Linked DNA regions of Mus musculus: regions 1, 2, 4, 5, 6 and 7 are each linked to region 3. A link is a contact called in public HiCAR-type, HiChIP or PLAC-seq and promoter capture Hi-C data. All regions are on one chromosome and are shown on one strand. The core of a region is the stretch at or near the end of the contact, and the rest is flanking DNA. Distances in the headings are between cores, read along the strand shown. Region 1 holds the start of Phf2os1 (a long non-coding RNA gene). Region 2 holds the start of Ptpdc1 (protein tyrosine phosphatase domain containing 1). Region 3 holds the start of Dek (DEK proto-oncogene (DNA binding)). Region 4 holds the start of Zfp169 (zinc finger protein 169). Region 5 holds the start of Id4 (inhibitor of DNA binding 4). Region 6 holds the start of Fam120a (family with sequence similarity 120, member A). Region 7 has its middle 5.6 kb from the start of Gm25232.

Region 1 (4,123 bases), core at 187-2,686, 1.8 Mb before region 3:
ACAGGGACAGGGGATTAACAGCTGTTTCTTGCCTTGTAAGGGGAAGGACCATCCAGTACAGAGGAGACCCAAGGGGACAGCTGGAGTTCAGGCAGGTAGCTTGAAATGAATTCATTGTGTACAGGTTGACGGGGTAACCTGTCTGCGCCCCCCGCCCCAATTTCCTATCTCCCCTGCCACATGTGTGCCCTTAGGTTACACAGTGCTTGCCCTGGTTCGGATCCTGATTTGTGGCCCTGGGTTTACCTATTTGGGAAGGGTGGGGGTTGGTTGAGGGCAGATTCCATAACAGGCTATCCTCTGAGTTGCCAGCAATGGAGCTGATTGGCAGCCGCACTCTGGGCAGGGATAACTGGGACTCTGCCTTGTCAAGGTAAGCAGAGGTCTGAAACTCTGGAATGTATCTGCAGAGACTAGCATCTCCACGTATTGTGTGGGGACAGGCAAAGGGGAAGCAGATCTAGCAGACAGCTTTCTTCCTAAATATATGGCCCTGCTCATCAGGGTCGACCTGGGTAGGGGACAGAGAAGGACCCTCATTCATATCTCACCAACCAACCAAACAACCAACCAACCAACCAACAAAAAAGCTCTAAGCAGGACAGGTGAGACCAGGGAGCCAGTTCAGAGCAAGACTGCAGGGGCGAGAGCGACAACATAACCCCTTGTCTTCCCCAGCAGTCCTGTGGCTCAGTTGCGACTCACTGGACTGTCCTCCGCTCCTAAGGTCTGTGGGTCTATGGGTTGTAATAAGGGGTCCTGGGCGGCACCAATCCCAGGTAAGCTGTGTCCTACAACAAACAGTTCACTCTCGGGTCCCCTGACTTTTGCCGGAGCATCGGGAAAGTTCACCGGATCGTACGAGGAAGCAAGGCAGCCCCCAGCTAGAAAGAAGGGGAAGGGGAGGTTATTCAAAAGCCAGCAACTCAGTCGCAGTTCGGGATGGGAGGGAGGCTGCCGGGCCCAGGAAGAGGAGGAAGATCCCCCTGTCCATCCCACTTCGGGGTCAGAAGAAAGTTAAGGCCAAGGAGTTGCTTCTGGCTAAGGCAGGGCTGTGCGAACTGTGTTCACGTAGTCGGGGGCAGGGGGCTCCGCGGCTCGTCTCCCTGGGAGTCCCGGGGCCACCCTCTCCCGCGGGGTGCCCCCGAGCCCGGCTGCTGGCTCCCCCAGGCCCGCGGCCCACCTTCTACCGCGGCCCGCCTTCCCGGCGGCGGGAGCGGGGCCCAGGCCGGCGGGCGGAGGCGGCGCCACCCGGGGCGCTGACGTAGCGGCCGCTCGGCGGCCGGGGGTCCCTTCGGTGGGGCCGCGGCTCCCCGCCCGCCGCCCCCGCGCGTCCATTCGCTTTGTGTCCCGCGCGCGGCCGGGCCCCCCGCGCACTCTCAGCCCTGCGCCCCGCGGCCCGGCGGGCGGCTCCCGGCGCGGCCCCAGCAGCCCGCGCCGGCATTGTGTGGACGCGCCCGGCCGCGAGCGCGCGCGCGGGCCCTGCCGAGCGCCCCCGGCCCCGTCCGCTCCGGCCGCGGCGCCCGCGCCCGCCGCCCCCGCCGCCCTCGCCGCGCGGCCCCCGGCCCGGCCCGGCCCGACCCGGGCAGCGCAGCGGCGGGGCGAGCGGCGGCGCGGCAACATGGCGACGGTGCCCGTGTACTGCGTCTGCCGGCTGCCCTACGACGTTACCCGCTTTATGATCGAGTGCGATGCCTGCAAGGACTGGTTCCACGGCAGGTGAGCGCGCCGCGGCCCGCCCGGCCCACCGAGCCCCGCGCCCTGGTCGCGCGCCCCGGGCCCCGCCGGGCACCGCAGCCGCGTTCGGCCGCCGGGCCGCGCGCCCTTTTGTGCCCAGGGCGGGGGCGTACGGCCGCCGCGCACAAAGCGAGGCCCGTGGCCGGGGCGGGCGAGGGGCGCGGGGAAGTTGGGGCTCCGGCCGCGATGGGGCTGGGACCCGGTCGTCTGACAGCGGGGCCGCAGTGGCCGCGGAGGCCAGGAGCCGGACGAGGCCCAGGCCCGGGGCCCCCGCCGCCAGCCCCCTGCGAAGTTGCAGGAACTTTCCCCGCGCGGGCTCGGGGCGGCCGGGCCGGGAGAGGCGGGCGCGCGGCCCGGCGCGGGTCCCCCGAGAGGCGCGACTGGCGGGCTCCGGAGCTGGCAGGGCTCGGGTGGACCGGGGGAACGGTAGCGAGGTAGCGGCCAGTGCCCCCCGTCTGTGCTGGATCCCGGGAACCCCCTCGGGACTGTGTCCTGGCGGGCAGGACCCCACCGGGGACCCCGCGTGCCTACTGGCTCGGGCCGGCCTGCGGGCCTAGGCGGGAGTGCAGTGACAGACCGACGTGAGTGTCTGTGTGTTGGGGTGGGGGTGTTGTGGCTTGGCCGCTCATTTCCTGGCCTGCTCGGCTCCCCATTTCCCTCCTCTCTGCTTCAGGCAGAGGAACCCCAGTTTTGACATGACCTTATGCTCTTTAAGGAAGATGGGGAGGAGGGAAAGAGGTAAGCTTGGAGATACTAAACCCGCCCTCTGGGCCCTTGCCGGTGGCCATGACCTGGCCTTGTGTCTACTTTTTAAGAGCCTAAGTCCCTTCCTACTTAGAAGTAAGAGGAGGAGAAAGAGGTGATCATCCTGCTTAAACTGCTCCAACAGGTTCTCTTGTGTTTGACTTTGCCTGTGGGATGTGCTTGGGCCTCAAGAGGGCTGGCCTGAAGCTGGACAGGTCTGTCTGTCCCCTGGGTGTGAGTTTTTAACAGCGAGTAGCAGGCTGGAGGGAGAGAACGGTGTGTGGTTCTGGACCGTCCCTGACCTTCCTTCTAGAGAGAAGACCCTTCTGATATCTCACATCCAGGATCTTTAGGGAGTCTTGAAAAAGAGCTGTGGTCTCTGGTCTAGTCATCTTTAAGTGTTGGGAGCTAGGTGGCCAGGATTTGATGGGCCTTCTCACATCTGTAGGCCCTGGGACAGAGGCCCACTCTTGTAGGGCAACCTGGCTGGCCTTACGAGGGGTGGTCCTGTATGGCTCACTGGAATCCCTCGAGTATCTTGTGTTGCCTCCCCCAAATATCTAGGGTTGTGGAGAGCACTCAGAGTTGTGTGACCCCTGGGCTCTGCTCCAAAACAGGGCCACTATAAACAGCCACCAACTGGCATCCATCTCGAAGGGTTTGTGGCCAGATCACAGTGGGTGATAGCCCGGAGGCCTCTCCAAATCCAGAAACGCTGGGAATCTGGACTTGAGTAGCCCTGAGAGTGGTGGCACCCCTTCTTCCTGTCTCAATCCAAGACCTATAGCACCTCTGGTTACCTGTCAGCTGGGCTGCTGCCGAGGCAGAGAAGGGGGTGGGGGGGTGAGATAATGAGTCTTGATGCTGGAAGAGGTTTGTTGTTTATTGTTTGCTTTGGTTTTGGAGGTCTAGTCACCTTACTGTTTCTCTGAGGATTTTGATTTGCTCTGAGACAGGCAGTTGATTAGCACAGCTACATTTGCATGTATTTGGGTCTGTGGGCAGTAAAAGGGACCCTTCACAGCAGGTGGTTTCTTAAGCTCCAGTGCACCATGAGTTACCCCTCTTCCTGGGGCTAGAGCTCTCCCTAGCTTTGTGCAGGATCAAGGGTTGGGGCCTGAGGTCAGGCAGGGAGGGAAAGGCTGGGGCCTCTTCCTGCTCCTGTAGCCTGGACCAGATCCCTGGGCCCCTCTCAAGTCTCTCTTGTTCAAGAGTGGAAGGCGTGTGGTCAGCTCCCTGTGTGTCTCTCCCCCTCCAGTTATTCTTGGAAGACCCCTGATGGTTCTCGTCAGAGCTATGTAGCACCTGGATTGTTAATTCCCTCCGAGTTTACATTTTACCTCACGTCTGAACAGCTTGTCAGATTTTACACTTTTGATCTTGAGGAAACAAGACTTACTGAAGAAATTTTTAAAATGGCATCCCCGGGAGTGGTAGAGCATGTGTATAATCTAAGCACCAGGGAGGTTGAAGGCAGGAATATCAAGAGTTCAAGGCCAACCTTGGTTATGCATTGAGTTGGAGGTCAGTCAGCCTTGGGTATCTGAGACCCTGTCTCAAAAGAAGCACCAACGGCTGGTGAGATGGCTCAGCAGGTGAAGGCTTAATGCCAAGCCCAGTTCTAATCCTAGGACCCACATGC
Region 2 (3,559 bases), core at 570-3,069, 1.5 Mb before region 3:
ATATGTACTGATTGATAAGTGGATATTAGCCAAGAAACTTAGAATGCACAAGATACAAGATACAATTTGCAAAACACATGAAACTCAAGAAGAACGAAGACCAAAGTGTGGACACTTTGCCTCTTCATAGAATTGGGAACAAAACACCATGGAAGGAGTTACAGAGACAAAGTTTGGAGCTGAGACGAAAGGATGGACCATCTAGAGACTGCCATACCTGGGGATCCATCCCATAATCAGCCTCCGAACGCTGACACCATTGCATACATTTACAGCTTTCGATGTCACTTGTATCATCACAAAGCTATTAATGGCATGGACAAAATAGAAAATATATGTAAAGCATCTAGCACAGAGCGCCACAGAATTTGCCTAGCAGTGTCCTGCACTAGAAAGACATTTCTACTGAACTGTATGAGATAACAGGACTTCTAGTAGAGTTTGAAAACATGGACTCAGCAGAGGCTGGTAGATGCTTATCTGGATCCATCCCTCACTTTTTTGGCATGGGATTTCCTTAAGAACAGAAATGTGCCTAGTGAAGACATTTCTCAACTACATGAGGTCATGTTACTGAGTATGTAAGATCTATAATATGATTAAGTTGATGGGTAGGCTTCTAGTAAGATCTTTATTAAAATATTAAATAAGGACATGGTGGATGGTGCTCTGTCTACGATTTTGATCCATGACACAAATTGAAAGGAAACCTGATTTTTTAAGGGTGACATGGCAGAATGTCTGGATCCCTGGGTACAGCTTTAATGAGAAGAAATGCCTGTGAGTTTAGATCAGGATTCTGGAACCTGGAGTTTCTGTTACAAGAGGGCAGAGACCAGTCAGGTCTCTTAATGACAGGGTCCCTGTTCCTGTCCAGACCTGGAGTCACAAGAGGCTAAGATGCTGGCAAGGCTTTGACAAAGAAAGTCTAAGGATTGCAGGAGAACAGAAGGAAGAGACTCTGGTGTTATGGAAAACTGACCAAAGAAGAACCAAACACCACTCTGAGAGTTGGAGAATTCAGATTTATTAGGCTAGCCTACTCCACTGTGGAGAGACATAGTATTTATGGGTTTTTAGCTTTGGTCATCCAACTGCTACAGCACTGGTGTCTTTAAATTACTGCCTTAGTGAACATTTGCTGATGGTCTGTTTCAGAACAACCGAGGGGAAATTTCTACTTGAGTTAAAGTATGCTTACAGAACAAGTGGCAGTTGGGACTTTCGTTAGCAACACGGATCGTTGCTAACAGGTACAGTGGTTTCACCAGATACCTACAGGACCCATACTTATGACAGCACTTGGTCTTCATTTTCCCCCCTCTACATAATTCAACTTTCCCCTACTAGACCAACTCCAGAAATTCATATTTAAACTGTCATAGTGCAAGACAATATTGACTATTAAATATAATAGTTCAAGAATATTAGGGGGGAAATGAAGACATTCGATGCATAATATGGGCTTTTCTTCTTCTTTGGGCGCTGAGACGGAACACGTGGTTCCGTGAGCGAAGCTCCAGAGCAGTCCTCGCTCCTCCTGCGACTCTGCACCGGGGCTCGTGGGGAGTCGGTGCCCCCCACCCCCACCCCCATGCTGCAGGCTGGCAGCCGCGCCCTCTCATGGCCCTGAGGGTCCTCCGGGCTTTCCGCGCACACGCCGTCGGCTCAGCCCGCGACCACTCAAGCCCCAGCTCGGCTTCCCAGCGGCTCCCACATGTTCGAAAACCTTAGAAGCTGTCCGCCGCGTCACGGGCCGCCTCGAGTCTCCATTGGCTGGCGCGTATCACGTGCACCGAGCGGCTCCGGCTATTGGCTGTTGGGTCGGGCGCGCGCAAGGCCGCGGCGGCGACAGGGCGTCCTCGGCGGCCGGGCTGTGGAGTGGCCCGTGCGCGCGCCCGAGGGAGACGTTGTGTAGCGCGCCTGGCGGGGAGTCTCCCTGCTCAGAGGCGCGGCGGGAGGCCGGGCCTGCGGGCAGGCCAGCGCCGCGGAACCCGCCCGAGCAGCGCCCGGGGCCGGCCGGTCCTCTCCGCCCGCGCCTCCCGGCCCTAGACGTGAGACACCGACCCGTCGGCTCCAGGGCTCCGAAGCCGGAGAGCGAAGCGCGCCAAGAGGTTCGGAGTCCGCAGCCAGTTAGGCGCCCGCCGAGCGGTCCCCAGACGGTTGTCCTTACGCGGCGGGTTATCCAGGGAGGCGTTATTTGGAGGCGCATCCCTAGAGGCGGGGCGGGGGACCAGGGCCACCGGGCGCCCCTCTGTCTTGCTCAAGTGCTGCGACACTCGGATTTCTCGGGAGCAGTTGGAGGCTTGCTTGGGTGTTTTAGTTGAAATCTCTTGATTAGAAATATTGACAACTAGTTCTTCATTACAAATAAAGCAGACAAGACAGCCACAAGCAGGTATCAGGCTACCACTTTGGGATCCCTAATTCGGACCTCTTTCTGTCAGTAAACGAGTCACGTGACCTTGACCAAGTCACTTTTTCTCCTGACATGCATTCTCAACGTTGATAATGATGATGATGATGTCGATGTCCCTGCTCTGGGGTGTGTGTGTTTTCTTATATAATAAAGGGTTTGTGGCCTTTCAGAGGACCACACCATAGATACACCCTACCTGTGGTATTAAATTTTAATGGAAAAGAAAATTTAGTAAACAAAGGCCCAGGGAGGAGGGGGGTGGAGCTTGAGAAACAGTGCTTTAGGGAAATAGCTGATCAAATTATTCCAGCAAGGGTTGTCTATGCTAAAAACTGAACACAAGCTATCATTCATTGACTGCGAGCTGAAGGAGCCTGAGAAGCTGTTATCATGGCGGGCACTATTAACCTGTGTGAACATGTATATATCCACCTCCACCTCACCCTCCACCCCCACCCTGCACAGCATAAGCTTTCTTGAGTTTAACAACAAAGTGTCATTCCAGGTTGTTGTTTTGTTTTTGTCTTTCCCTCAGAAAGGAAGGCTTGGGTGATTTGCCACAATCAGAGCTGTTAGTGGAAAGAAATAAAATGTAAACACGCATGTATGACCTCAAACCACTCACTCATCACCATGTGGTTTCTTCCTGTTCAGTTGTAGCGAAACTTCTCGCTACCCAGGAATCCCACCTGTGGCTTTTTAAAAAGTGTGGATACCCAGGTCTTAGAGACAAACTGGGACCAGCATGAAATTTGCTTAAGACCTCATAGACGATTCCCATTTGGAAGTCCGTAGTCCGTCTTAGCAATAACTAATTGCTAACCGGATACCGGTGCCTTCACAGCATTGTGTCCTGGAGACCCAGATTCCCCATCTCAACAGTACTTCATGTCCTTTTAAGGGAGGTTGGGTTTTCATCAGAAAAAAATCCTTTGTTGGTGGAATCCAAGCGAATTGAGAGAACACTACTGAATCTCTCTCTCTCTTTTTATATGATCTTCCTTGACCACTACTGAATACACTTTTTTTTTTAAATCCCAGCAGTCGGGAGGCAGAGGCAGGCGGATTTCTGAGTTAGAGGCCAGCCTGGTCTACAAAGTGAATTCCAGGACAGCCAGAGCTATACAGAAAAACCCTGTC
Region 3 (3,738 bases), core at 132-2,631:
GGATGAGAATGGTATCAAAACAGTGATGGCCTGGAGGTAAGAGAAATACTTGACCAGAGATAAGTGATGGGAAGGACCGAGTTCATTGATGACAATAGGAAGGAGCAGCCCTGGCAGTGGAAGAGTAAATCCTAGATAGTGTGAATGACAGCCATGTGCAGGAACATGAGGGAAGGCATGTGTGACTGACAGGCCAACTGTGTCAGGGAGCCATCAGACAGAGGGTCAGCAGCCAGTTAAGTAGCATCTTACACGTTGTGATATGGAAATTTGGAGGTTATTCCAAGTTATGATGGGACCATCTGAGGCTTATAAGCAGAAGATCAAACTAAATAAAATAGCTTTGGCTGAGGTGTGATTAGTGGGAAAAGGCAGAGAGAGTAGCCCTTGGAAAGGGCTCTGTTGCAACCCAAACTAAAAAACAAAGAAAGGTGAGCAGAATCAGTAGAATGGGAGATGGCTTAAGATCTGAAAGCAAAAATAGCAGGACTTTGCGTATGTTTACAAAAGGGGCACAGAAGAAAATAAAGTCTAACTTTTGTCCCTCAACTTGGAGACTATTATGGCAAATGAAACCAATCATATTTCCACCAGGTTGACTGGATAAAAAAAAGGGAGGGAGGGAGATTATTCTCAGGGTAGGGAAAAAATGAAGACAATCACATAGGAGAGCACGTAAGGAAATGTTGCTTTTAAACTGTGGACTCTAAAAGGTATCAGAGGGCTTGCCTAGAATTCTTGACAGGAGAGTGTGGCTGGACAAATACCGTATCTGCATTATAGGGGAGACCAAGGGGGCTAGAGAAAGGAAGAGGGTGAATCTGTCTAACATTCACCGGTTTGAAACCTATTTATGTCGCTGGTGGTGTGAGCACTTAACGTGGTGGGTCCCTGTCACGGTGCAGCGTACCGGCGACGGGAAGCCTCGCAAGTAGGTCTCATTTGGAAGCCTTCATCTCGAACGACCCCTCGGAAACAAACGTGGTGGCTCCGAATCAACCCCGTCCGCGGGGTGATCGCCGCGTGAAGTCGAGTCGAGAAAGACTTCGGCGGATCCCTCAACTTCGTCACCTCCAGACGCTCCCCGGCTCCGCGGCCCAGGACGGCCGGTCATTTTTCTCCCGGGATCGGGAGGCTGGAAGCTCGCAGGCCCCCTAGCGTCCAACCGTTCAGCGCGGAGGCCCCGGCTCGCGCCCGCCCGCCACCCCGTGCACCCACCCAGCCACCCGCCGGACGCCGCGACCCGGGTCCTCCCGCGGACCGCAGACCCCCCGAGACCCCGCCCGGGCAGCCCGCGAGAGACGCCGCCGCCCCGCCTCCCGCCCGCCCTCCCGCGCGCGCCAACTCCCAGCGCCGCGCGCTGATTGGCCGGCGCCTTCCCGCTCTGCTTCCCGAACCGCCATTTTGAAAATCTTGTTGATTCTGAGGAGCGGGGAGAGAGAGAGCGCGAGAGAGAGCGAGCGCGCGGCGCGAGGACCTCGGCCCCGCGCGACTTCTACACAGCGGCGGCCTTCTCGTGCGCACCCGCGGTGAGGACGGCGGCGGGGAGGCGCCGGGGCAGCGGGGAGGGGACGCGGCCAGAAGCACTGAGGCCCGCCGCGGGGGAGGGGACTCGCAAGGCTCGGCTCGCCTGGGCCACACTGGCCGGGCCCGAGCCGGCCCGGGGCGGCGCAGGCCGGGCGGGAGCGCGCGCGGGCGGCTGAGAGGGCGGTGCGGTTTCCCGCCTCGGGCATCCCCGGGGAGGCGGGCCGAGTGACAGACCCAGGGTAGGCGACTTGGAGGGGAGCTGACGCTGGGCGCTCGGCACGCTCCATGCCCGCGCGAGCGAGAGAACCGAAGCGTGCGGCTTCCTCCCCGCCCGCAGGCCCCCAGCATGTCGGCGGCGGCGGCCCCCGCTGCGGAGGGAGAGGACGCCCCCGTGCCGCCCTCATCCGAGAAGGAACCCGAGATGCCGGGTCCCAGGGAAGAGAGTGAGGAGGAGGAGGAGGATGACGAAGACGATGATGAAGAGGACGAGGAGGAAGAAAAAGGTGGGTGGGCAGGGATACGCATCCCTCACGGGTGGATTTTTTTTTTTCCCACATCAAAAGTTTCCCCTTCCCTCGCTCCTTTTGGGAAACAGTTATCTTGCATTTTAACGCTTAGAGGCGTCAAGTCGGAGTGGTGGATTTCACGCGAATGCTAACAATCAGTGGCAGAGAATCTGGATTTTTTTTTTTTTTTTTGAGTATTTGCCAAGGTTTCGGTGCAAGTGTAGCAAGAGCCTTTTCCCGATGCGCCTTCAGAACACTTCGTCGTTCGTTTAGGGAGTTTGTAAGTCTGAGATCCGCTTTTTGAAGTTACCCCGAGGTTCCGTAACGAAACAACACTGCAAGGCATTCTTGCAAATCCTGGAAATGTTTTCATTTCCATATTCTCGGCTGTGTGTAGCTGCTGATTCCCTCCCCCGCCCCTCCCCCATAAGGGTTCTTGTGGGAGTGCTTTTCTTTGCCGTGAAAGTTGTTGCTGTTGGAGAAAGTAGTTTAAAAATGAGAAAACTGAACTGAAAGTTAGAACGGGAGCCCGCAGCTCTCTCGGTTTTGGGGACTGATTCTGACCCAAGGAGGGTGGTAAGAAGCCTCATTTGAGTAGAGGCAGAGCGGGGCGAAGAAGCATTGTGTCAGTCAGAGTGCATGCATCAGTCTACCCGACAGGCTCAGCTATTGGAAAATCCAAGGCACAGCTTCACAATCTAGCTTAATGGTGCAGATGGCCACAGCTCAGCCAGACTTGGGAGCAGGCCTAAAGGTTAAAGTGCTCTTCCCAAACTGTCATTTCTTTTCTTTTCTTTCTTTTCTTTCTTCTTTTTTTTTTTTATAAATACCATCTAGGTTAAGAGGACAAGGCATACTTATTATTTGAAGTGGTATGTGCTCTAAGACCTTATGGGAGCGTGTCATTTAAGTACAACCTTGGCTTTAATTATAAATCTTAATAAGAATTGTTTAAATTGCTTTTAGATTATTTATAATTGGTGTGTTCTATAAAGTCAATGATGTGGTGTTTTAGAGCATGGTATGATGGCAGTGTGTGCTAAGGCATCCCTCCTCCCTGAGGTACCAGCCATAGATAAGTGTAGTGTAGAACAGTTTATTTGGGGCAGGGGAGGAGAGAGAGCAGCCAGGAACACGTGGAGAGAGAGGGGAAGGGGAGAAAGTGAAAGGGGGCAGAGAGTTAAGAGAGTACAAATAGACCCTTTTATAGCCAGCCAGGCCTACCTGGCTGTTGCTAGGTAACTGTTGGGCGGAGCCTAGAAAGAATGCTAACAATAATGACTGAAAGTTGACTGCACTATCAGTATAACTAAGACTTTAACACTTTTACAGGATTTGTGTGTGTGTGTGTGTGTTTTTGTTTGTTTTTCTTCCTAGTGGGGCAAAGTTGTGATACTAGAGTTCTAGAGGTGGTGAGTTTTCTTGGGCAGAAAGAAAGTGAGACATTCTGTATAAAAGGCCCAAACAGTAGTGTCTGGGGAGGCTGTCATTGAGTGCTTTAGAAGATCCTGGATTTCATTCTAGCTGAATAAGTTGGTTGTGTTTTTAAAAGTGCTATTTGTAGGTTTAGTCCTTCACAGTTTTAATCTGGTTCCTTCTTACTCAGTTTTCTCTTTAGGGACATTCCAGGTAACTGGAACGGCAAGTTTCTATTCTACTTGTCCCAGAATACTTACCTTCAGTATGATGACAGAGAGGTGTGGGG
Region 4 (3,951 bases), core at 1,321-3,820, 1.4 Mb before region 3:
GAAAAAACACGTTTGTCCTACACCTGGCTTCTCCTTGTGGTTGTTAACAGCTTGAACTCATGAGGACTTTGAGTTTTCTTAACTCTCAGTATAAACTGGCTGATGCTCTGAATGAAGTTGGCTATTGCATAAGACTTTCTAGTCGGCTTCATTTATTGACTCCGTTCTCCCAGGTCTCACCTCCTCTAGAGCAGTAGACATCATGTCTTCATTTTTTTTTTCCTGACCCAGTGTGCATACTCTTGTGAGAAAAAAAAAATGAACTGAAGGGCATTATAGCAATTTTGAGACAGAAAGTTCTTAGTGTCTTAAGAGATGGATTTTAAAAAAACCTTACAAACCTAGCTTATCTTAGGTGATGGCTTTTGGAAGTGTTTCGGATTTATGAGCAGAGTTGGCTCCTCAGCTGGGTCCCAGCTGCTGAGGTCTGTTCTGGGTCCAGTCCCTTTATCTCTCTCTATCTTTTTACACTCGAGCATGCGGGTGTGTGTGTGTGTGTGTGTGTGTGTGTGTGTGTGGTGTGGGTACGTATGTGTTTGCACATGTGCATGTGTGTGGAGGTCAGAGGCTGACGTCAGGTGTCTTTTTCTGCCACTCTAGTCATACAAATTGCATGGTGGCACACGCCTTTAATCACAGGACTTGGTAGGTAGGGGCAGATGAACCTTTGTGAGTTTGAGGCCAGCAGGGGCTACAAAGTGAGTTTCTGGACAGTTTCTGGAGAGACCCTATCTCAAAATGCAAAACAACAACAACAAAATTGAAGCAAGGTGTTGAGCATCCGAACCCGAATCTTCATGCTTGAGCACCATGGCATGCACATTATCCACTGAGACCATCTCCACATGATATTTCTTTTTACTTAATGTATTTTTATTTAATGCATTTTTATTTATTTTTATAAGTATTAATGTGTTTTGCCTGCAGGTAAGTGCACTGTGTGCATGCAGTTGTCTGTAGAGACCAGAAGAGGGCATCTGATCCTTGGAAGTGGAATTCTAAGCAGTTGTGAGCCATCTTATAGATGCTGGGAACTGAACCTGGGTCCTCTGCAAGATTCCCAAGTGCTCTTAACACTCGGTAGCCACCTCTCCAGCGCCTCTCCTTATTTCCTAGTATTATTCTTACTGATTTTATTTTTTCTTTATCTGAACAATATAGACCCATTTTACTGGCATGACATCTTTTAATTGAAAACTTGACATTCCATGTTTTTTGCCTTATCAAGTGTGGCGTGTATCCTAAGTATGCTCAAACTTAAAAAAAAATAAAATGAAGTTACTTGTAAACAATTTGATCTTTTCTAGGCTTAGTTTTGCATTTTCCTAGGTGAAACAAGAAAGGCTCGGGGGCCCCATCTTGTCTTCCTATCAAGATGAAACCATTTCCAGGTATTATGTACAACTCTGAAGGCTTTATGGCCTCATAGGAAGAGGTGTTGTTCCTCACCCCCTTTATTCCCACTGACATTTTTCCCGGGACTTTTCCCTGGGATGGCACAGCTGTGTGTCGCGTGCTGTCAGTGTTCGGTGAACGCCCGAGGAAGGAGCCACTGAACCTCTGTGGATTTCTCTGGTCCTTCGTACTGTCCTTTGAACTGAAGCTGCCTTGGTTTCCCCAGGGCCCCGGCTTCGTCTCAGGTTGACCTCCAGGTCTTGCTCGGGTCTCCCTTCTCTGTTCTGTGCCAGAACGGTTTCTCACCAGGGGAGTTCGCTGCTCACTTCGTTTATTGTCCACATCACTGATATTCCTCCATTGTTTCTGTGTGCAGTGCTTCCCCATCGGTTTCTTAGTCCATGTTGTCCTTTTAAAGCTTGTTTTATGTGGAAGACTGAATCTGGTCCCTGTTGACTTCTGCTGTTTGCCACCTCACTTTAAGAAGCAAATGGGAAATAATTTGAAAATACTGCTCACGTCAAATACTAGAAATACAATTGAAAATTCAAATTCAATTAAATTGAGTTCCGCTCAAATTCCTAGTCTTTTCGCAAAGATTTTTGTCTTTCTGTTACAACCAAGAAGTGTTTTTTTGTATGAGCAAAATAGTTTAAAACATTACACTATGAATATCTTCAAACTTAGTTTGCCCTTGTCTTTTTGTAATCATTTTTTAAAAAAAGTATTATTTTCAAGAAACAACACCCACAGTATCCACACATGCTGCAGTTTAAAACACACGACTCACAGGCACGTAAAAAAGAAAAAAAACAAAACAAACAAACAAACAAAAAACCAACCAAGATTGAATTGGCAGGAGGAAGGCATCTAGATAGCACATCTTTTTTAAAAGAATTGATTAATGAGCTTCCTTAGAAGTACGCAAAGATTACTTCGGTTTGGCTTTTCTGCTTTTTTTCTGTTTCTCTAAGATCTTACCCTGTTGTCTTGCAGTCAATGAAAGAGTCCGGCAGTGCTAGGGAGCCCCTCCTATAGTCTGAAGCTTCGGGTTGCAGCCAAGTCAGCATGGGGTGTCCTGCAGTACGCGGCATTCTGGGTATTGTAGTTCCCCCATCTCTAGCGCTGCGTGGGTAGTGAAGTGCGCGCGCGTCACCCCGGTCGGTGTACTTCCGCATCCTGCAGTCGTCACCTGTGCCTGTGGACGATTCTACTGCGGTTCTGGTGAGCGAAAGTGCAGACGTCCTCGGCTCTTGCAGATCCCTCCAGGCGGGGAAGAGTCCGGAGAGCTGGCGTGGGCCACCCACAAGGTTCAGGTGTCTGCCGCTGCTCCATCCTCGATGCGTGGAGTCTTTGGGAGTGGAATCAGCTTCTCTGCCCATCCCGGAGGAGGGTCTCGGTGAAGACCCTGGGATGGGGAGGGGGCCATGTGAGAACGGGGTTAGGGGTCCACTATCTTGTCCTAAACAAGCTACAGGTCAGTCTGGCCTGCTTCCCAGGCTATGACGCTGTAGGTGTGTCCCCTGTGTTAGTGCCAGGTCAGGGAGATTGGACCTGGGGCATCTAGATGTCACCTTTCCACCCCCGCTCTCTGTTGAGGTTTGTGAGGGATCAGAGCCATCCTCCACAGGAACAAATGTCTGAATTGGTGAGGACAGAAGTCTTGGGGAGCTGCACTCATCATGAATTTGGAAATACAGCTTGGTCGCTTGCCTTGCGGGGAAAACATACAGAATTGCCTGGCTGAATGCAACGGCAAAGACCAAGAGACTAGAGCTAGTCTTGAAGTTTGGAGTCTTGGTGTGTGACAAGGCTTGTGTGTGTGGTGTGTATGTGTGTGCGCGTGCGTGCCTGTGTGTATATGTGTGTAGGGGGGAGTGGGGGTGGCCTTTTTACACATTGTGGGCTAATGACCTTGTGTGGCTCCCTTGAGCTCTGGGATCTTCCAAGAGCCTGGAGTGATGTAATGGGAAGAGACATTTCCCCCATGACCCAGGGCTTGTTGGCTCCCTGAATTTCTGGCGGTGTAGCCTGGTTTCTCCTTTTCTCTTTAGTTCTCTGATCTATATATACAACTCATTTTGATTATATTCACCACTGAAAATTCTGTCCCCAGTCCACCTATCTTTGTGACCTATCTTTCTTTTTTGTTTCAAAACCCTTTAAGACTAACTTATGCTGAATTCAATATTCTTGAATATTTCATTGGATTGTTATTGGCTTACCTCGGGCTATATACTCTTAGAGAAACCCTTCTCCTCCTCTCCCAGCAGCTAGTAATTGCCGTAGCTTGGTACTAGGTATTTGGTGCCGAACTCTTGTCTCTGTGCTGAGATTTGTTCTGGTTTGGGCTTGCACGGGTCTTGTGCATGGTGTTGTAACTGCAGTGAGCTTGTATGTACAGTTGCCCTATTGTCTGTACTGGCTGGTTTTGTGTGTCAACTTGACACAGGCTGGAGTTATCACAGAGAAAGACGCTTCAGTTGGGAAGTGCCTTCATGAGATCCAGCTGTGGGGCATTTTTTTGGTTGATGATCAAGGGGGGAGGGCCTATTG
Region 5 (4,004 bases), core at 419-2,918, 1.2 Mb before region 3:
GCTGGGGAAGGCCAATGGACAACGTTCGGGGCGCTCTGCCCACATCCCTCTTTGTGGATGTCAGGCCGCTCAGCTGGGCATGAAGGGGAGGGAGGAGGATTGGGAGATCTTGGGACACTGGGATAGTTTCTACGGTCACGAGGGTGTCCTCTCAGAGGTAGAGGAGACCAGCAGAGCCTGTCGGTCACAGGCAGAGGAACGAGGGCGGCGGGGACCACAGCTGATGAGGCTCCGCAGAGAGTGATCCCCCCCCCCCGAGTTGGAAAGCTAAGTGGACTGTCTCGCTAACTGGGTGGCAGAGAGGTATGGGTGTCCCCGGGGCTTTTACGCTTCGAAATGCTAGGGGACAAAGATCGCAGCAGTGCCTGGCACCGGCAGCCCCTGGGGAGGTGCGAGCATGGTAGCCCACTAACCATTCGGGGACCTGAGCGCTCACCTGGCCATCCATCGCAGCTCAGCGGCAGAGAATGCTGTCACCCTGCTTGTTCACGGCGCCGGCCTGGAACAGCAACCCAACACCAAGGGGAAAAACGGTTAGAGTGCGCATATCACAGTGTCGCCACCACCCAGGAGACGTCCTGGAAAACTAGGCAGGCGAGCAGAGTCCCCACCCGAGCCCGAAGCTGGGGAAGCCTCCTGTGATGCAAGGGACACTCCGGAGACGCAGGGCTCCAAGTCCCAACCGCCCTCGGCTCAGGGACCAGTGGATCACCAAGCCCAGCAGGCGGCTCTCGGTGGAGACGGGAGAAGCGGCTGTCATTCCCTGAGAGGAGCAAGACCACCCGTATCTCGCCGCCCCGCCACCTTTCCCGCGATGCCCAGGGTGCCCCGCCAAGGCTTCTCACCGGGTCAGTGTTGAGCGCGGTGAGTGGGGTCCGCGGCGGCGCGACCGGACAAGCCCCGGCCGGGTGGAGAGGTGGCGCGGGCGGTGGCGGCTGTCTCAGCAAAGCAGGGTGAGTCTCCAGCGCCAGCTGCAGGTCCAGGATGTAGTCGATAACGTGCTGCAGGATCTCCACTTTGCTGACTTTCTTGTTGGGCGGGATGGTAGGCACGAGCCTCCGCAGGCGACTGTAGCAGTCGTTCATATCGCACTGCAGGCACAGCGCCGGCTCATCGGCCGCCGCCTCGGCCGCCTTGCAGCGCGCGGCCGCCGCAGCGGCGGCGGCGGCTGCCGAGCCACCCAGGCTGTGGCCGTGCTCCGCCAGGCAGCGTAGCGCCAGCTCCCCGCCGCCGCAGCCCGACGGCGCCTTGCGGCCCGAGGGGCGCACCGGGCTCACCGCCTTCATCGCGCGCTTCCTGCGCGAGAGGACCGCGACAAGCGGTAGAGCGAGCTCCGGGTCCCCGCCCGCAATTTGCTTTGCTCCCCTCTCCTGCGCGTCCGGCGCTCGCAGCACCCGGCGGCTCCGAGCTCCAGAAATCGACCGGAGAGCTGCTCGGGGTTTTGGAAAGGGTATCTCAGGTTTTTGTTTTTTTGTTTTTTTTCTTTTTTTGTGAGCGACAATCGGCCCGAAGCAAAAGACAAGAAAAATCAAAAGCCCCGGAAAATAAAAAAAGTAGCCCACCCTGGTCCCTGAGCCGTTCCCTTCTGAGCTTCGACTAAGGTGGATCGCCCGGTGACTGCCCCCCCTCAAAGTAACGACTTCCAACCGCGCCTCCCAGCTCAACAGCGTCGCTCGGCTCCGGCACAGCAGTATTTGTAGAGCCGCGCGCCTTGGGGGCGGGGCCAGCGCGCGGGCCGGGTCGCCACAAGAACCGGACGCGGGCGAGCTCGGCGCGCGGGCGGCGGCGCGGAGGGAGGTGGCGAGGGCGGGGCGCCGGGCAACCCGAGGGCGGGGATGGGCGGGGGGTCGGGAGTGACCAGCCAATCAGGAGGACAGTGCCACCTCGGGGAATGACGCTCGGGCCAATGGGAAGGGCACTCCATTCCGTCAACGCTGTGGGAGGGGTGAATCTGAGAAAATGAGAGCCGGGTGGGAGTCGGGCCAGGATGGAGAGTGCCCGAGGGAGGGGAAGAGAGAGAGAAGTTCCTACGAAGAACTAGGGGAATGTGCTGGCTGGAATGCGTTCTCCATGGGCCTAAGCTGCTGAGGGACTCTGAGCCTTGTTTGTGGGTCCCCTGTCACTCTTCAAGGGGGGGAGTTCAGTCCCCAGGCCTTCAGTCCCTAAGATTCCAGTGCTTTCAGAAGGACTCGCTTTCAAGAAGCGAGTTGGTTCATTTGTCCATGTTATCCTCCTTCGGCATCACCATTCATCTTTGCACAATTGCGAAGCCCTTATAATGGAATGAAAACGGGTAGCCTTCCCGTATGTGTGTATGCATATACATGCAGGCTAAAGCTTAGTAAAAGAAAAATATAGGAAAAGAATGTCGAAAGCCGGATCCAGTGCAGGATTTCTGATGAAGGTAAATACACATAAAACAAGATCCAAGATCGTGGTGGGTTTTTCTTGGACCTATCCAGATGCAGAAGTGGGCTTAAGACATGCAATCCTTTGCGGGTGTTAAATTAGAGCATGCAGAAATAAAAAATGCACGGACACGAAGTGTTTAAAATTCCACCATGACATATAATATTAATCTGATTTATGTAAAATTCATACCTGTAACTTAATTTAAGCCATTAATGCACAGCTTCATATATTTCAGCGCACTTCGATTTGAATAAGGAAATAAGAATAGTCCAGAGGCTTCCCTGTAGAGCTACGAAATATTAGCATTCACATCTCCAGGGTCCTGCTTAGGCCCCACCCTGCTACAAGGCCTGTTTCTTTAAGGGTGTTGTGTGTGTGTGTGTGTGTGTGTGGCTTTTTAGCAGAAAAACAGTCCTTCAAGGGTTCAAAATAAGTGTTGCTTGTGTGTCCTCTTCAAGAAAAAACAACCAAGCTCTTCAGATGGCAAATGAGCATAAAGCTCACAGCTCATGGGAAATGAATTTCGAGTGCTTTCCCCCTGCAAGCCCTCCCACCTTTAGACATGCTTGAAGATGAATTAACCCGAGAATTTTCTTCCTTCCCCATACATGACACGGACTGCTGCCTTCATTTTCACTGATAATTGAAAGAGATGTGCTCTTCACATCTTCTGACCACCCCGGATGGGCTTCATGCTCCTCTTTTCTGCTTTTCAGAACTCTGATACCCATACAAGGCAGCCGTTTTGTTTCGCCATGCGTGTACATTGTGACTCTTTGGCCACCACGGTTTCCAGAGTGCATTCCTTCTTCCTGACGAAATGAGGAGCAGACTAGTAAATACCAGTTTCATAGATGGATGTAACCATCTTCCTCCCTCTAAATCCTTAGAGGCCACTGTCCCTAATTATTGGAAACAAATGACATTCTCCGTTGCTTTTGTGCACGCACAGTCTCCATCCACACTTACTGAGAAAAATGACAAAATGTTAAGTAGTGTTCTCTTCCAAAGTCTTACACATTCTTAGTATAAACCCAGACCGGGTGTGTGTGAGTGTGTGTGTGTGTGTGTGTGTGTGTGTGTGTGTGTGTGTGTAAATACCGTGATTTTAGATAGAAAGTTGGGAGAAGCAGTCCTGGTGAGCAAAAGTTAGTATATTTGTTTTCCATTGTTATCACATTTGATACTGAACATACAAACATATGTACAAACATACATACATACATACATACATATGTTTTATCATGTTTTGGGAAAACCCTCACTATGTTCAGAGCACACACAATATATCAAAAGTTCATCTAGGCTAAGCTTGTCCACAATACAATTAAAGTTATAAATATGTAACAGACCTTCTTTGCTTTATCTTAGAGATCCACACCTTGCCTGTGCCAAATGTCAAAAGTTTCAGGGCTTGTGGCATGACAGAGCTTAAAGGTAGCAGTATTGGGTTACCACGATGGAGTAGGAGTTCAGATTATTTCACTAGATGATGAAGAATACCCAGGAAAAATGTGCCCCCCCCAACCCTGTCTATAGAGAAGGCAGAGGCAGCTATTATATGCCTCCTTTGGAGGGTCAGAAGGCATGAA
Region 6 (3,683 bases), core at 1,090-3,589, 1.9 Mb before region 3:
GGCTGGCTCTCTCTATTAATCTAGTAGTCATAATCCTTTTTTTTTTTTTGGAGGCAGTCGGGGAGACAGGGTCTCTCTGTCTCTCTGTGTAGCACTGGTGACCTGGAACTCATTAGGTACAGAAGATTGTCCTTCAATTCACCCAGGTCCACCTGCCTCTGCATCCTGAGTTCTGGAATTAAAAGGGTGAGAATTCTTGGAAGTCTATGGTCATGCAGTATTATTCATTTATTTTTCCCCTCAGTAGTGTGGTAATCACTTCATGAAAAGTTTCTCTAATACAGCCCTAAATGGAGAAAAAAAAGTCCCTAATCATATTGTATTCCCAAGCAGACTCTAAGATTTAGTATTTTTCAAATAGGATTTAGATATTTAGAAAATTTAAACATCACTCAACTCCTGAATTTTCTTTATAGCGTTGTTAGCCAAACAATTTCCCAATCATTAATAAGTTTGGAGGGCATACACAGTTAAACAGGGAAAGCAAGCATGATGAAATTTTGAGGGCTTTTATTATGAAAATGAATTTTAAAGTTCTCAAAATTCCAAAGCACAGTCTATACAATCACAGAGTACAGAAGTGACTACAAAAGCTGGCATTGCTAACATCTGTATAACAACCTGGGAGGCCACAGAAAGCCAAGGCTCTCTTAAGGAGAGTGATACTTTCTTTTAGAAGGATCACCATCCTACGGTCTTAAAATAAAATGTATGCTTAATTCCAAAATCATGGGTGCTAGCACAAAAGCTTTCTCCCCTCTCCCTTTTTAAAATAAATAAATAAAAGCAGTAATGTTTAAAAGAAATAAAAAACAGGCCAGGCAGTCAGGATGGCAAAGGGCTAGCCCAAGCAGGCCAGCAAACAAGAAACCACAACAAAAATAAACACAAACCTAAACAAGTGAATGAAATATATATGGAATGTAATCTTGTTAAGAAAATACAAGTGATTCATGTGCAATCTTGTATACTAGCTGTGAATTACATAAAACTTGATTATTTTGGGGGATGTTATTATTTAGTGAGGCTTTAAGTGTAATCTTAATTTCTAAATGACATGGAATTACTTACTCTGGGATTAAGTTTTCTACTCAGCTAGGCGGACTAGTGGCCTCATCACTAATTTTATACATAAGTGGCATAACGTATCGGGTTTAAAAAAATTAAGGAAAATCCATCAAGGCCCTAAGCGCATTTCATCTGTCTACATCACAGGAGCCTGTGTTTGAGATTGGTGGAAGAATGGGGTGTTATGATCACAGTTCATTGTATACACGCATGAAACTGTCAAAGAATAAAAATAGTCTTTAAAAGAAAAAAAAATTAAAAGAAACTATAGAATTCAGTTTGCCTATTCTCGAAGACTCTGATGGGGGGCTTTGAGTCTGCATGAACTTGGTGTTCTGTGCGATGGATGGGTCACTCCTGTGTCCAGTGCACCCCGCTCCAGCAGCGGCTTGTCTAGAAAAAGAACAGATGAAAAATTGAAGGTAAGCAAAAAAACAAAACAAAACAAACAAAAAAAACCGCTCCTTTTTCTTGGGGGAAGGGGGAGCGGGAGGCGGGTTTCATGTAGCCCAGGCTGGCTTCCAATTGGATGGAATGACCTTGAACTTCTCTGATCCTCTACTCTCCACTTCAGAATGCTGGGATTACGGCCTAAGCAACACGCGGGAATCGAACCCTGGGCGATCGAAGATCCCAGACAAGCACTGTGCCAACTGAGCTACGTGCCCAGGTCCCCAGCGGACAGCTTCTCCTTCAGAACGTTTGGTCCTGGCTCAGCATACGTACCGTCGGCGCCTGGGTTTAGCCGGACCCTCGCAGCCCGAGCCCCTGGAGGCAGCGCACGTCCGCTCGTCTCCGGAGGGCGGCGCACGCCGGGGAGGCTTGCCCCTCTCGGGGAGTCTCCTCAGCCGGGTCCCGACACCAGGCCGTGAAGCCGCCGTCCCGTCCCGGGAGCGACGCCATCTTGTCGCCGCCGTCCTCCTCCGCGGCTCGCGCTCCCGGGCTCCAGGCTCCCCCTAACCCCGCCGCGCGACACACGCGGCGGAGGAGGAGCGCTGGCTGCCGGCCACGCCTACCGGGCCCGCAGCCGCGAGCGGGGCGGAGCCAGCCTCGGAGGCCGCGGCCTCCGGGCGCGGCCTGCACGGGCCCAGGCGCCTCCCCGAACCCGCCCGGCTGCGGCCCCCTAAAGGGCCCGACAAGCCGAGTAGCGCTCCGCCTTCTCCGCCCCGCCGCCGCCGCCCCGGGAGCCCGGCCGCGGCCCCGGCGCCGCCTCTTCCGCCTCCCGCGTCCGCGCGGGCGGGCCCGACGTCAGCGCCGCCCCGCCCGGCCCAGCTTCGGCCTCGGCCTCGCAGAGCGCGGCGGCGGCGCAGGTCCCTCCCCAGACATGGCCCTGGGAGGCGGCAGCACATGGCGGCCGCGGCGGCCGTGAGCGCGCCCCCGGCCAGCCCCAGCCAGCCCTGAGGCTGCCCGCGCCCGCCGGCCGCGCCACGGCCCTGCCGCCCCCAGCCCCGCCGCCGCCGGCCCCGCCGCCGCCCGCGCGCGCGCGCCCCGCCGCCGCCGCCATGGGCGTGCAGGGCTTCCAGGACTACATCGAGAAGCACTGTCCGAGCGCCGTGGTGCCGGTGGAGCTGCAGAAGCTGGCCCGGGGCAGCCTGGTGGGCGGCGGGCGGCAGCGGCCCCCGCAGACCCCGCTGCGCCTGCTGGTGGATGCCGACAACTGCCTGCATCGCCTGTACGGTGGCTTCTACACCGACTGGGTGAGCGGCGGCCAGTGGAACCACATGCTCGGCTACCTGGCGGCTCTGGCCAAGGCCTGCTTCGGAGGCAACATCGAGCTCTTCGTCTTCTTCAATGGCGCGCTCGAGAAGGCCCGGCTGCACGAGTGGGTCAAGCGGCAGGGCAACGAGCGCCAGACAGCGCAGCAGATCGTCAGCCATGTCCAGAACAAGGGCACGCCACCGCCCAAGGTCTGGTTCCTGCCTCCGGTCTGTATGGCCCACTGCATCCGCCTGGCGCTCATCCGCTTCCACGTCAAGGTGCGGCTGCAGCCGGTTCGCCGGGGTCTCCCAGGGCTGGGGCTGGGGTCTCTTTGGGCCTGAGTCAGGATCGGGCCTGGTGCCCTTTGGACCGATTCCCTTCGGGTTTGGGTCAGGGTTGGGGTCTGGGGTCACTTGGACAGGAGTCACAGTTGGGCTACAGGCCTCTTCGCGCTTCGGGCTGGGCCTGGGATTGCTTGGGTAGCGATCAGAGTTGAGTCTGAGGTTCCTTGGCCCAGGGGTTTGGGGCTTGGCCTAGGGTCTTTTTGGGCTTGGATTTGGGTTGGACTTGGGAGGTCTCTTAGGTCACTGTCAGCGCTGAACTAGTTCCGGGAAGCCCAGCCTAGCCCAGAGTGAGTCCTGGGTGCCCCTGCCCGTGGAAGGCCTCAGCAGGCTTCAGTGTCTCTCAGGGCCCCTCTCGGGACATAGCGTGTCACCATGCCCAGGCTTGATGCAAGCTAGGCAGAGGGGCCCTAGAGCAAGATGGATGCCCGGGCCTTTAGGCCTGGTGTGGTTGAAGTCTACCCACCACATTCCTCCCTACTCTCTGGCCTCTGTGGGCCCATAGACTTGTTCATATGACACTTGAGGCTGGTGGATAGACCCTCACCCAAAGTGGGATCGGTGGTGTCGTCTCCC
Region 7 (3,576 bases), core at 829-3,328, 1.5 Mb before region 3:
GTGTATGTATGTGTGTGAGTGTGTGTGTATGTATGTGTGTGAGTGTGTGTGTATGTGTGTGTATGTGTGTGTGAGAGTGTGTGTGTGTGAGTGAGTGTGTGAGTGAGTGTGTGTGTATGTGTGTGTGTGAATGTGAGTGTGTGTGAGTGTGTGTGTGTGTGTGTGTGTGCTAGCAGGGATCCAGCCCAGGGCCTGCTGCACACCAAGCATGATTATCCAATGAACTACATCTGTAGCCCTGATTGAGTGGGCTTTGACATATGTCGTTGAAACCAATACCACAGTCAGAGTATGGGATGTCTCCAGGACCCTAAGAACCTCCTGAGACAGTGCACGGAACCTCCCTCCCCAGCCAGGGAGGCCACAGACCTGACTGTGGATTGGCTGCAGCTTAAGGCTGAATCAGAAACAATGTTCCCTTTTTCTGTCAGATTTCTGTCTCAGCATCATTTGGCTGAAGTTCATTCCTGTTACAAGATGTACCTGCAGCTTATTCCTTTTAATGGATGAATAATATTGTCCCCAGTGGATATTCCACCTTTTTAGTTTTTTTGAACTAGTCTCTCTCATGTAGCCCTGGCTGCCCTAAAACTCACTATGTGGCTTTGAACTGTAAGGGACCCATCTGCTTCTGCCTCCTAACTGCTGGGGTTAAAGGTATGTGTCACCACGCCAGCTCACTCCATAGCCGTTTATCCAGTCACAGGCTCATGAGATTGGTATTGCTTCATTCAAGCCTTTGTAGATATTTAGGAACAGCTGGATGATATAGTAGTTCCATATTTGAGTGTTTGAATGTCTCTTAAAACTACGTTCCAGAGTGATTGGGCCATTATGTTCCCCACAGGCAATATCAGAATTCAAGTGTCCTTATATCTTCAGTTATACCTAGTATGGTGAATCCTACTCGATTTTTTTTTATTATTTTGAAATCCTGCCTCTGTAACCCCCACATGTGTGTACATGCCTAAGTGTGTGCTTGTGGAGGCTCGAAGTTGATACCAGGTGTCTTCGTCAGTCACTCTCCACTTTATTACGACAGGGTGGGTCTCTCCCTGAACCTGAAGCTCACAGTGTGGCTGGACAGGTTGGCCACCGAGTCCCCAGAACCTACTGTCTCTTCCACCAAGCTCTGGAGTCACAGTGACACAGTGCCAGCCCTGGTTGTTTTTGTTTGTTTGCTTGCTTCTTATGTGGGTGCTAGAAGATCAGAACCTGAGTCCTTATGCTTTCATGGCAAATATTTTCCCAACTGGGCCATCTCCTCCTGTTGTTACTATTACTGTTGCTGTTGCTATTGTTTTGAATTAAAAGTAAGTAGACAGCCGGGTGTGGTGGTGCACGCCTTTAATCTCAGCACTCGGGAGGCAGAGGCAGGCAGATTTCTGAGTTCGAGGCCAGCCTGGTCTACAAAGTGAGTTCCAGGACAGCCAGGGCTATAGAGAAATCCTGTCTCGAGGAAAAAAAAAAAAAGTAAGTAGACCTTCTAACTGAATTCTAGTACCTGATTGTGGATCCCCAATGAACTTCAGCGATTTGCTGTATTTTTAAAATAGGAGACCTAGGCTATTTTACTTTATACTCTAAAATGTCTTTGAATAAATTGAAATTTATTTCTTAAGTTTTCCTTTTCTTGAGAATTTCTGAAGGATTGGATTTGGGGAAAAAAAAAAAACAACCCAATCTGTGTTGTAACAGCTGCCTTCCATCCTTCCTCAGTCCCTGTCTCTAAATATTACTCAGTAAGAGTAAACCATCATTTTTCTAGACTCTGACTGATGCTTTTTTTCTTCTTCTTCTTCTTGGTTTTCCTGGCCACCACACATTCAGCACACAGTCTCGCTTGCCAGATGTTTGGCTTCCTGCTTTCTATATTTAAAACACACGGAGGAGATATAGCTGTGATAGCCACATAATTTTTTATTTTCTTCTTTGGGTCAGTGATTTAAAATGTTGACATCATTTAAATTTGAAGGCACAAGAATGCCGGTTCCCTAACCTCGGTTAGGAAAGGGTACAGTCTTCCGCGGGGCTGGGAGGGAGGTCAGGCCAAGGCCCGGAGGCCTCCTCTGCAGGAATTCTGACACAAGGCCTCCTGGCTGTGGGCCAGAAACTGAGTCATGGCGAAAAGCTGCCTGCAAAATAAACCTTTGGGCTAATGAAAAATGCTGCTTTAGAAGGCCCTTTGTCAGAAACGAAGTTAGAGGTCTGAACACAATAGCCCGGCCTTCATTCAGGCCTGACTAGAAACACTCTGGAGTCCTCCCAACCCCCCTCTAGGTTAGGGACCCTTGAGCAGCCCATACCGAAGGAGGGGCACACACACACTGGGAACAGACAGCAGCCCCAGGCAGAACGGCTCTTTTCTATAGGACATTCCGAGCCAATCCTGTGAAGATTGAGAAGGCCACAGGAGACCACATGTGCTCACCTGGCAGAAGGGACTGGCTTTCTGGACACAGGACCATTAAACGTGAGCTCTTTTGCTCCTTTGTTCTGAGAAGACCAAATAATTCTCTGTCCCTCCACAGGAAAACAGAGCCAGAGGGTCATTCTGGTGACACATTTCTAAGAGCCATCCACACTTTCCCAACTTTTTTGTTTGTTTGTTTGTTTATTTGTTTTTTTGAGACAGGGTTTCTCTGTGTAGCCCTGGCTGTCCTGGAACTCACTCTGTATACCAGGCTGACCTCGAACTCAGAAATCCGCCTGCCTCTGCCTCCCAAGTGCTGGGATTAAAGGCGTGTGCCACCACCGCCCAGCCCAGCTTTTTATTTTGAGGCAAAATTTTACTATGTACGCCAGGCGAGCCTCAAAGTCACAGAGAGCTTCCTGCCTCTGCCTTCCGGGTACCGGTGCGAGTCACTAAATCCAGCCCCGTTTTTATTAGTCCACTGTTAGGGTTCTTTAATCTCAGTGTTTATGTCAATCCAGAATTGTCCCAGCTCCCCACACTCACCCTCTTTGAAATAAGGCATCATGTATCTCAATTGGCCTTGCATTCACTATGTAGTTTAGCCAAGGGCAACCTTGAACTTCTGGTCTTCTTGCCTCCACCTGGTACATGACTTGTTTATGTGAGGCTTCCTAGATGCTAGTTAAGCCCTGTACCAACTGACCTACATCCCCAGCCATCTTTCTGCTTCCCTCTCAGCCTGGCCAGCGTACAGGCTAGATTCTCAGCTTATCACTTTCAAACTTCAAGTCTCAGAGTAGGTCCAGAGTTGCCTGAAAAGCATCAAAGCAGATTCCATTTGGAGCCCTGTTCATATTCATTCATCAGTCAGGGCTGCTGTCCTGGTCCCTTACACGAGCAGAAGAGATTTGATAAATCGTCTGAAGTGAAAGGAAATCTGTGCTGGCTTCATGTGGTGGTCCTGTGATGAATGAGTGGGACCGTGCAGGTGGAACACCGAATGAGGTGCTCAGCTCCATCACAGCCCTCCAGCTCCCTGATAGACATGCTCTATCACATGCTGCAATCCTGCTGGGTGTGGTGAGTCATTCCTGACATTCCTGATTCTTCAAGCAATCAAACAACAGGTGATCATTTGAGCAGGAGCAGAACCCAGGCTA

The links. Promoter capture Hi-C pulls out the DNA fragments that hold promoters and counts their contacts. HiCAR-type assays count read pairs that join an accessible place to other places. HiChIP or PLAC-seq counts read pairs in DNA pulled down with a chosen protein or histone mark.
Region 1: an H3K27ac HiChIP or PLAC-seq map of extraembryonic endoderm stem cells shows a contact between it and region 3, with 11 times the contacts expected there. The contact joins the promoter of Phf2os1 here to the promoter of Dek in region 3. A contact is called at or near these places in 6 of 39 promoter capture datasets (cranial neural crest, embryonic stem cells, frontonasal cranial neural crest and 2 more), 4 of 115 datasets of contacts at active chromatin or transcription factors (astrocytes, extraembryonic endoderm stem cells, pro-B cells and 1 more) and 1 of 9 other capture datasets (adipose tissue).
Region 2: a contact with region 3 is called in a promoter capture Hi-C map of liver, with 5 times the contacts expected there. The contact joins the promoter of Ptpdc1 here to the promoter of Dek in region 3. A contact is called at or near these places in 6 of 39 promoter capture datasets (cranial neural crest, frontonasal cranial neural crest, hippocampal neurons and 3 more), 2 of 115 datasets of contacts at active chromatin or transcription factors (the NIH/3T3 cell line and fibro-adipogenic progenitors) and 1 of 9 other capture datasets (liver).
Region 4: an H3K27ac HiChIP or PLAC-seq map of thymic regulatory T cells shows a contact between it and region 3, with 9 times the contacts expected there. The contact joins the promoter of Zfp169 here to the promoter of Dek in region 3. A contact is called at or near these places in 14 of 39 promoter capture datasets (the 3T3-L1 cell line, 3T3-L1-derived adipocytes, the C10 cell line and 10 more), 1 of 484 Hi-C or Micro-C datasets (CD4 T cells), 9 of 115 datasets of contacts at active chromatin or transcription factors (the 230-238 cell line, bone marrow-derived macrophages, embryonic forebrain and 5 more) and 2 of 9 other capture datasets (adipose tissue and liver).
Region 5: a HiCAR-type map of astrocytes shows a contact between it and region 3, with 4 times the contacts expected there. The contact joins the promoter of Id4 here to the promoter of Dek in region 3. A contact is called at or near these places in 12 of 39 promoter capture datasets (the 3T3-L1 cell line, 3T3-L1-derived adipocytes, cranial neural crest and 7 more), 2 of 484 Hi-C or Micro-C datasets (both in embryonic stem cells), 7 of 115 datasets of contacts at active chromatin or transcription factors (the NIH/3T3 cell line, astrocytes, cardiomyocytes and 4 more) and 2 of 9 other capture datasets (adipose tissue and embryonic stem cells).
Region 6: a promoter capture Hi-C map of the HPC-7 cell line shows a contact between it and region 3. The contact joins the promoter of Fam120a here to the promoter of Dek in region 3. A contact is called at or near these places in 3 of 39 promoter capture datasets (the HPC-7 cell line, liver and pre-B cells) and 2 of 115 datasets of contacts at active chromatin or transcription factors (astrocytes and cardiomyocytes).
Region 7: a contact with region 3 is called in an H3K27ac HiChIP or PLAC-seq map of embryonic stem cells, with 4 times the contacts expected there. The contact joins the enhancer-like site here to the promoter of Dek in region 3. A contact is called at or near these places in 4 of 39 promoter capture datasets (the 3T3-L1 cell line, cranial neural crest, hippocampal neurons and 1 more), 1 of 484 Hi-C or Micro-C datasets (B cells) and 4 of 115 datasets of contacts at active chromatin or transcription factors (embryonic forebrain, embryonic stem cells, large pre-B cells and 1 more).

The regions. Positions count from the first base shown.
Region 1 is chr13:48,868,264-48,872,386 of GRCm38.p6, reverse strand. It overlaps Phf2os1 (a long non-coding RNA gene), which reads right to left and starts at 1,436. Exons shown (of 2, transcript XR_003950516.1): 1 at 1,184-1,436. Phf2 (PHD finger protein 2) reads left to right here and starts at 1,502. Exons shown (of 22, transcript NM_011078.3): 1 at 1,502-1,719. The coding sequence starts at 1,622.
Region 2 is chr13:48,623,932-48,627,490 of GRCm38.p6, reverse strand. Ptpdc1 (protein tyrosine phosphatase domain containing 1) reads left to right here and starts at 1,819. Exons shown (of 10, transcript NM_207232.2): 1 at 1,819-2,114.
Region 3 is chr13:47,103,864-47,107,601 of GRCm38.p6, reverse strand. Dek (DEK proto-oncogene (DNA binding)) reads left to right here and starts at 1,381. Exons shown (of 11, transcript NM_025900.2): 1 at 1,381-1,529; 2 at 1,865-2,030. The coding sequence starts at 1,874.
Region 4 is chr13:48,512,055-48,516,005 of GRCm38.p6, reverse strand. Zfp169 (zinc finger protein 169) reads left to right here and starts at 2,570. Exons shown (of 5, transcript NM_026450.3): 1 at 2,570-2,711. It overlaps A830005F24Rik (RIKEN cDNA A830005F24 gene), which reads right to left and starts at 2,436. Exons shown (of 2, transcript NR_165458.1): 1 at 2,377-2,436; 2 at 1,167-1,872.
Region 5 is chr13:48,258,780-48,262,783 of GRCm38.p6, reverse strand. It overlaps Id4 (inhibitor of DNA binding 4), which reads right to left and starts at 1,668. Exons shown (of 3, transcript NM_031166.3): 1 at 846-1,668; 2 at 437-499. The coding sequence starts at 1,286. The coding sequence ends at 455. A330033J07Rik (RIKEN cDNA A330033J07 gene) reads left to right here and starts at 161. Exons shown (of 3, transcript NR_102303.1): 1 at 161-864.
Region 6 is chr13:48,966,716-48,970,398 of GRCm38.p6, reverse strand. It overlaps Fam120a (family with sequence similarity 120, member A), which reads left to right and starts at 2,339. Exons shown (of 18, transcript NM_001033268.3): 1 at 2,339-3,044. The coding sequence starts at 2,571. Fam120aos (family with sequence similarity 120A, opposite strand) reads right to left here and starts at 2,287. Exons shown (of 2, transcript NR_015601.1): 1 at 1,795-2,287; 2 at 494-1,461.
Region 7 is chr13:48,564,968-48,568,543 of GRCm38.p6, reverse strand. No RefSeq gene overlaps it. Among named protein-coding and RNA genes, the nearest start is that of Gm25232, 5.6 kb to the left of the region's middle. Within about 2 kb of position 2,078, at least 233 of the 459 cell types and tissues checked have an H3K27ac peak or open chromatin away from gene starts, as enhancers often do. A contact at or near this core is called in embryonic forebrain, embryonic stem cells, hippocampal neurons and 1 more, where this site is marked.